2 separate regions of the Macaca mulatta genome follow, and region 2 is linked to region 1. A link is a contact called in public Hi-C data. All regions are on one chromosome and are shown on one strand. Each heading gives the region's core, a stretch centred on a gene start, on an enhancer-like site or on the middle of the called end of the contact. The rest is flanking DNA. Distances are from core to core; before and after follow the strand shown. Region 1 holds the start of NCOA3 (nuclear receptor coactivator 3). Region 2 overlaps NCOA3 (nuclear receptor coactivator 3).

What was found. Hi-C and Micro-C count contacts between places; a contact is called where the count stands out from the background.
Region 2: a contact with region 1 is called in a Hi-C map of CD4 T cells, with 4 times the contacts expected there. The contact joins the enhancer-like site here to the promoter of NCOA3 in region 1. A contact is called at or near these places in 5 of 14 Hi-C or Micro-C datasets (CD4 T cells, cortical neurons, fetal cortex germinal zone and 2 more).

Annotation. Positions count from the first base shown.
Region 1 is chr10:100,317,356-100,321,050 of T2T-MMU8v2.0, forward strand. NCOA3 (nuclear receptor coactivator 3) reads left to right here and starts at 1,436. Exons shown (of 23, transcript XM_015148801.3): 1 at 1,436-1,564.
Region 2 is chr10:100,431,693-100,435,388 of T2T-MMU8v2.0, forward strand. The region is part of intron 2 of NCOA3 (nuclear receptor coactivator 3); the gene reads left to right. Among named protein-coding and RNA genes, the nearest start is that of NCOA3, 110 kb to the left of the region's middle. Within about 2 kb of position 1,444, at least 8 of the 40 cell types and tissues checked have an H3K27ac peak or open chromatin away from gene starts, as enhancers often do. A contact at or near this core is called in CD4 T cells, where this site is marked.

The DNA.
Region 1 (3,695 bases), core at 186-2,685:
GGAATAGGAGTAGGGAAAGCTGGGATCAGAGTGGGCGGGAAGTTAAATAGAGCAATTAGGGAAAGCCTCACTGAAGAAGTGACATTTGGACAATGACCGTGGGGAGATTAGGGAATGCGTTATTTGAATTTTCTGGGAAAATAGTGTTCTAGGCAGAGGAAATAGCAAGTCCACGATCTTTAAGGCCAGAGTGTTCTAAGCACATTGGAGAGGCCCAAGAAGTCCACTGTAGCTAAATTACAGAAGTGAGTGGAAGAGAAGAAGGTGATGAGTTTAGAGAGAGAAGGGGAGGGCAAGAGACAGGCTGTACGGGGCTTTGCAGGTTACTGCAAGAATTTTGCAGGAGGGACATAAACTGACTTGATTCTTATCAGGATCCCTCTGGCTGCTGTGTTGAGTATAGTCTCTAAGGGGAAAGAGGGAAGCAGGGAGAACACTGAGGAGGCTGCTGCAGCGGTCCAGGTGGGAAATGGTGGTGCTGACCGTGGAGGGGGTAAGTGGTCAGATTATTTTATTTTATTCACACTCAACATATCTAATACTGATTCAATATTATCTAACACACGGTCTACATTGAAATTGCCCCCCAGATTCTTTTTACATAAAAAAATCATCCTGAATCCAATCAAGTCTCACCTATTGCGTTTGGTTTTCACCTCTTTCATGCTGTCATATTTTTAAGACTCCAGGCTTGATGTTTTGTAGAATGTCCCATATTCTGAATTCGTTTATTTTTTCATGGTTAGATTAAGGTTAGCTTTGTGTGTGTGTGTATGTGGCAAGAATACGACAGAGGTAGCAATATGCTTTCCTCACTGCATCATATTAGGAGACACATAACAACAGTCCTGACCCATTTACTGGTGGTGCTAAGTTCCATCACTTGGGTAAGGGGGTGCCTGCCAGATCTCTCCATTTTAAAGCATAAATACGCTGTTCTTTATTGTAAGTCATAAATACGCTGTGGGATGATACTTCGGGACTAAATATACCGTGAATATACTGCTGCCCAACAACATTTCATCCAGCGACTTCAGCAGCTAAGGAACAGCCTCGTGGCTTCCGACCTTGTGCCTCAGTTCGCTCATCTGAAAAATGAGGATGATCATGGTCCCTAAGGGATGCTTGTTTTGAGGATCCGTGCTTGGCATACCAGAAACGCTCCACAAATGTTAGGTATTACTGGACGAAGGCAAATATGAAAAAAATTAAGGGCAGGGCTAGGGCTGCATTCCGGTTCTCCGGATCCCGAGGCAGCTCCCAGTTTCTGCTGGACGAAAGCTGCCAAACGATCCGACGTGGCCACGCCCTCCGCCGCGGAAGCCAGGGTGGGGACGCTGGAACCCTGGGCCGGCCGCGCAAGGCCCCCTGGGACCGGTAGTGCTGGGCGTGGCCTCGGGACTACATATCCCAGTGGCCCCCGCGCGGCGACTTCAGCTGCCGCCTCAGCCCCTCCACAGCGACGGCAGCGGCGGCGGCTGAGTCGGTGGCGGCGGCGGCGGCTGCGGGCTGAGCGGCGAGTTTCCGATTTAAAGCTGAGCTGCGAGGAAAATGGCGGCGGGAGGTGAGTGGAGATAAAGGAGGAGGCGGCGGCAGGCGAGGGCGTGGAGTGCGAGGCGGAGGGAAGAGGGGCGAGTTCCCCAGGATGCCAGAGCCGGCGGCTTCAGATCTGCCGAGACACTGAGGGGCGCGCCGGCCGGGGGACGCACTGAGGTAGTTTCAGGGTGTCGGGGCCGCGCCGCTTCCCCTCAGCTCGGGGGGCGGCCCGCGGCGGTCGATGGGAGACGAGGCTGGGTGGCAGCCGGCTTGAGGATCCGAGGGGGTCCCCGCGCGGAGGGGTCACCCGAGGAGTTTGCGGGGGGACTGCAGGGGCCCACTTTCCCCTTCTGTCCGTAAAGTTTTTTCTTCCTCTTGCCTCCCCCAGCCCTTTTGAAAGCTCCCCGCGTCCTCCTCCTACTGCCCCGGCTCCTTAGCAGCTATTGGGAAGCACGGGAGGGAGAAGCCGCGGGGACCCCCCCCCCCAACCCCAGCCTCCCAGCCGGGTGAGATTTGGTTGCTGTGTTTCCTCCTGCACTTGGGCATTTAAAAAATATTTTAACACGAATTGTCCGCGGAATTTTCTTGTTGGGCTCGGGTAGGTTCTTAGTTTTCTCGGTAAAAAGGCGTTTTACTACCTCTGGTGTGAAGGCTGGGAAATGGCAAGTGGGAAGTTGGTTGATTAAATTTGGGGTTTGTCTGTCTTTATTACTACTTTTTTTTGCTCCCCGTCTCTTATTTTATGAACATCGACTCAGTTCGTCATGGTTTAAATAAACTGCTTGTCTTGTACCTGCCTTAACAAAACTAGCCATGGGTCGTTGGGAGACTTAGTGGCTTCCTAGGCAGTTTGAGGGCATCTAGGGTGGGAAAGTTAACCGAGAGAGCAGCCGTGAGAGAGCGAGCATCTACCTCACTAGCAGGAGTTTGGGATTCCCAAATGGAATGACAGGGAAGCTATGAGATTCTCTCGAAGTCGAAACTTTTTTTTTCCCCCCTCCCGAATGCGAAGACTTCCTTTTTGCAGTATTTGAGCAGGGCTTCAAAACCAACCTGTTTTTGTTATTAAGCCTGTACGGTAAAGAAACAGGAAGGAGAGTACCAGCTGTCTTGCTGCAGTGGTTATAAATGGAGTTGAATGAGACGTGTGAGAGTGGTAGTAGTATTGAGTAAGATTGCTGCATCTCTTTGATTTAAATGCCTGGCCTCGGATCTGCCTGACTGATCCCTGGCTGCAAAAAAGCTTCAGTATTTGTTGCAGCAGGTTGTTGAGAAGGTGATTGGAGGAATAAAAAGCTTAGGTCTTCAGCGAATGCTGCACAAACGAAAATGTTAATGGAAACCTGTAAGTTTGTGAATTGTTTGTTCTTGGAAATATTTTAAATGTATGCTCATTAAGAATACGGTTCTACCGCATGATATCCAATTGGAAAGGTACAAACACACTGAAAAGTGAAATCTGTTTCACGCCAAACCTCCCCTTCTCAGAGGCGAAGACTGTTACTGGCTTTTAGAATATCCTTGGTCTTTGGAATAATTATTTTAAGATTTTCATTTGAAACCACTTCTGTTGGATACCAAAAGCAGGGAAATAAAATGAACAGAAGAAACAGAAAATGTGGGAATACTGTTTTTGCTCTCTTAAAAAAAATGTTGACAGCTATTGGAAAAAGCTCTTCTGAACTTACTCTTTATGTCACCTTATCTATTAATACCGTTAAAGAAATAACAATCTGTGGGGCTTTAGGATAAAGAACTCTGCCAGGGTTCATTGTTTGTATGTAAAATGAAGCCTCTGCTTGTAACATGTAAAATGATATTGAACACTATAGCTCCTGTCACTAGAGGTTGCTTCAGGTTCTGCATTTAAATGAGCAGTAATCTAAATTGCCTGTGATCCTAAATTATAGGGGCATTTTATATATAGATAGAAATGACTTAATTGTCCAATCAGCATTTAAAATAAAAGAGGCATATACCAGCTTTTCCCACATAGAAGATGGGGATTGTGGACTAAGCAGGAGGCTGTAATATTTCTAGAGCAATTATAGGAGATGTTTCTACCGTATTTAACTACAAAGGCTTTGAAAATGTACAACGACTTGAGCATCAATAGCAGTATTTATATTTTTATATTTCAGAATCGTTGTTTTAACAGT
Region 2 (3,696 bases), core at 194-2,693, 110 kb after region 1:
CAATTTCTGATGATCTACTTACTAGTTTGTTAATTCCTGACACTGAGTCATCAGCTCCTTGAAGGCAAAAATACCTGTTTTGATCAACAATTCATCCACACCAAGCACTTAGCATAGGGGATACTATTTCTTTTTTCTATGTGGATGACACCCAATATGTTGAACAGTGACCACTCTTAAGATACTTGGTGAAGCAGGTTTTGGTTTTAACCAGTTTAGGTGTATGGATGCTTTTATAGAAGTTCATAATATTTTCTTGCCTCAAATATTCTCTAACAGTAATGAGATGCCCCCAGCTTCATTTACTAGACATGGATAGGCAGGTTTTGTGAAGTACAGAAAAAAAGCTCTTTAAGGTTATGGATCATGTCACGAGGTCAGGAGTTTGAGACCATCCTGGCCAACATGGTGAAACCCCATCTCTACTAAAATACAAAAAATTAGCCAGGCATGGTGGTGCACACCTGTAGTCCTAGCTACTCAGGAGGCTGAGGCAGGGGAATTCCTTGAACCCAGGAGGCAGAGATTGCGGTGAGCTGAGATTGTGCCACTGCACTCCATCCTGGGTGACAGAGCGAGACTCCGTCTCAAAAAAAAAAAAAAAAAAAAAAGTTGTGGATCATGAAACTAACATTTGAATAGCAACAAGAAAAAACAAAAATTGAATGATGTACTTCTCCTGTTTTCAGTATTTTATATTTTTACTTACTGCAGATTTCTTCCCTGAAGCAATCTTGACCTAATGGTGTAAATGTTTAGCTCCACATAAGACTGTAGCTATTTTTTAGAGAGGAATGGAGAGGGTCAAGTGTTTTATTGAGTTTCAGTTTTGATACCTTTTAACCTTTTTACTCACCCTCCAGAAAGCAAATAATGTTGAAAGCTTTTTTTATTTTTTAACTTTTTGATATATATTTTCTTATTCATTATTTGTATTGTTGTCATCAGATGAATAATGGCTTTAGAGATTTACTTGAAAAGACAAATTCTGTTATCAGACACGTAACTTCTAGGGATGTGGAAACTATTATTATTGTTACTGTTTTGAGATAGGGTCTTGCTCTGTCCCCCAGGCTAGAGTGTAGTGATCATGGTTCACTGCAGACTTGACCTCCTGGGTTCAAGTGATCCTCCCACCTGAGCTTCCTGAATAGCTGGGACCACAGGCACATGCTGCCCAGCTAATTTTGGTGTTTTTGCGGAGACAGAATTTCACTGTGTTGCCCAGGCTGGTCTCAAACTGCTGGGCTCAAGCAATCCTCTTGCCCCAGCCTCCCAAATTGCTGGGATTACAGGTGTGAGCTACTGAAACTGGCCCGGAAACATTTTTTAAAAAGGATTATTTTGAATTTAAAGTTATTTAATAATTGTTGAAGAGTAACAAGCTGTGAGGTCAGGAAAGAAAGGACTGAGCCACAGACTAAGCAGCAGTACAGATGATGACCTATGCAGGAAGTCTTGTGAGTCAGACTTGCCATGTCGTGTTGCTAGAGTTACAGATCTGCTCCAGCCTCTTTGCTTTTATAAGAAGGACATCTCTGTCTGTGTTCTACCTTCAGTATATTTTCTTTGAAAAATTAACTCAAAAGTCTTTTATTAGCTTTACATTTATTTCTACAATGGTAATTTTTGTAATATCAGTGTTGCAGGTAAGCAAACTCATTGTATCCTCTATTTTTGATATTGCTGGACAGGGCTAACTTTAGTACTATAGGGGGAAGTGTGTTATTTTGTTTTTTACTCTACAAGCACTCTGGTTTAGGAGTATTTATCTGTCTTGCTTTTGACCATGGTTACCATTCCCCCTCTTCATTGTTTACTTAGTGTACCATGGTACACTTTATGTACCATCCTTGCTGCTCTCAGCTGTTTGGTTACCCAGGTGGCTAATGTTGTCACCTCTTAAGCTTTAACATTTATTTCTCAATACTGTCTTTTCCTCTGTGAGGTAGATGGAAAGAATAGATTAGAAGAGAATGGGGCACATGCTGTGATCATCTCTCCTTTACATCTTTATTGCTTATTAATTTAATTTATATCAGATTTCATTTCTGCTCTGTGCACATACCCACTTCTCCCTCCCCACCACTCTTCTTTATCCAGTTCTTTCTCACTTACCTTAGCATGGCTAAAATCTTTGATTTTTATTTCTCTCTTTCTTCCTCTGCTGTTTATATTTTCATTATATGCCACAGGGACAAACTTAGGTATAAATACTACTTTTGATGTAGAGATATTTATGTCTGTCGAAGGAAAATTAAGCTACAAACCCCAGAGGTAAAAAGTGGTACACAATACTGGGGTTTTAAAAATCTCCTCCTTGGCCAGGCGTAGTGGCTCATGCCTGTAATCCCAGGACTTTGGGAGGCTGGGGCGGGTGGGTCACCTGAGGTCAGAAGTTCGAGACCAGCCTGGCCAATATGGCGAAACCCCGTTTCTACTAATAATACAAAAATGAGGTGAGTATACTGGTGGCTGCCTGTAATCCCAGCTACTTGGGAGGCTGAGGCAGGAGAATCGCTTGAATCTGGGAGGCGGAGGTTTTAGTGAGCCAAGATTGTGTCATTGCATTCCAGCCTGGGCGACAGAGTAAGACTCCATCTCAAAAACAAAACAAAACAAGCCCCACTCCTTCTGCTCCTCAAGACCAGGGTCTCACTCCCTTTGCCCAGGCTGGAGTGCAGTGGTGCGATCCTTGGCTCACTGAAACCTCTGCCTCCTGGGCTCAGGTGATACCCCCACCTCAGCTTCCTGAGTAGCTGGGACTACAGGTGTGCTTCACCATGCTCGGCTAAATGTTTTGTATTTTTTGTAGAGAAGGGGTTTTGCCATGTTGCGCAGGCTGGTCTTGAAGTCCCGGGTTCAAGCTGCCCTTCCATCTTGGCTTCCTAAAGTGTTGGGATTACAACTGTGAGCCACCGTGCCCAGCCAAATTACCTCTTTTTAACTCTGTAAAAGGAGAACCTTCTGTGTCTTTTAAGAAGATATGGAGTTAGTCAAAAGTATAGCTGATGGGAAGGCAAAAGAGAACTGGAGTTGGAAAAGAGAAGAGGAATGGTGGTAGTGAAAAAAAAGAGTTTGTAATAAAATAGAGTTACATACAAGTTTATACAATGGTTTAGAGCTTACAAGGTAGGAAGCAGAGACAGAAATAGTGTAATATATAAAATGTTATGGTAAAAGTATGGAAAATGCTTAGGATAAAGAAGGGAAAACTTTGTCTAATTGGGAGAGTTGGGGATGGTTTTACCAGAGGTGCAAATTAATCTTGAAGGGCAAGAATATTCTAGATGGAAAAGCGGTGTGGGAAAGATTTAAAAAAAAAAATAGTGACTTAAGGTTAAAATAAAGGAAATGTTTCAGTTACCTTTATTAAAAACTTTTAGTATAAAAATCATTTTGGTGGTTGCTGGTGGTGATTGATGAGGAAGAAGTATGACTGGTAACAGGTTGATTAAACTGAAGCCAAATTCAAGTTTATGAAGCTCAGACTTAAGTCTGTTCTTGTATATGAGATAGGTTCAGTGTATTAAATTGTAGAAGTCAGTGGAACCTTTAAAACAAGAGTTACCCAGCTAGTTAGTATGCTGTCAGGAGAGGGTAATTTGATTTAGGTTTAGATGGAATTGGCTTCCTTAACTCCCTCTGTACAGTGTATATCTGTGAACTTAACTCTGTTGCTCACGTAGAGGTTGA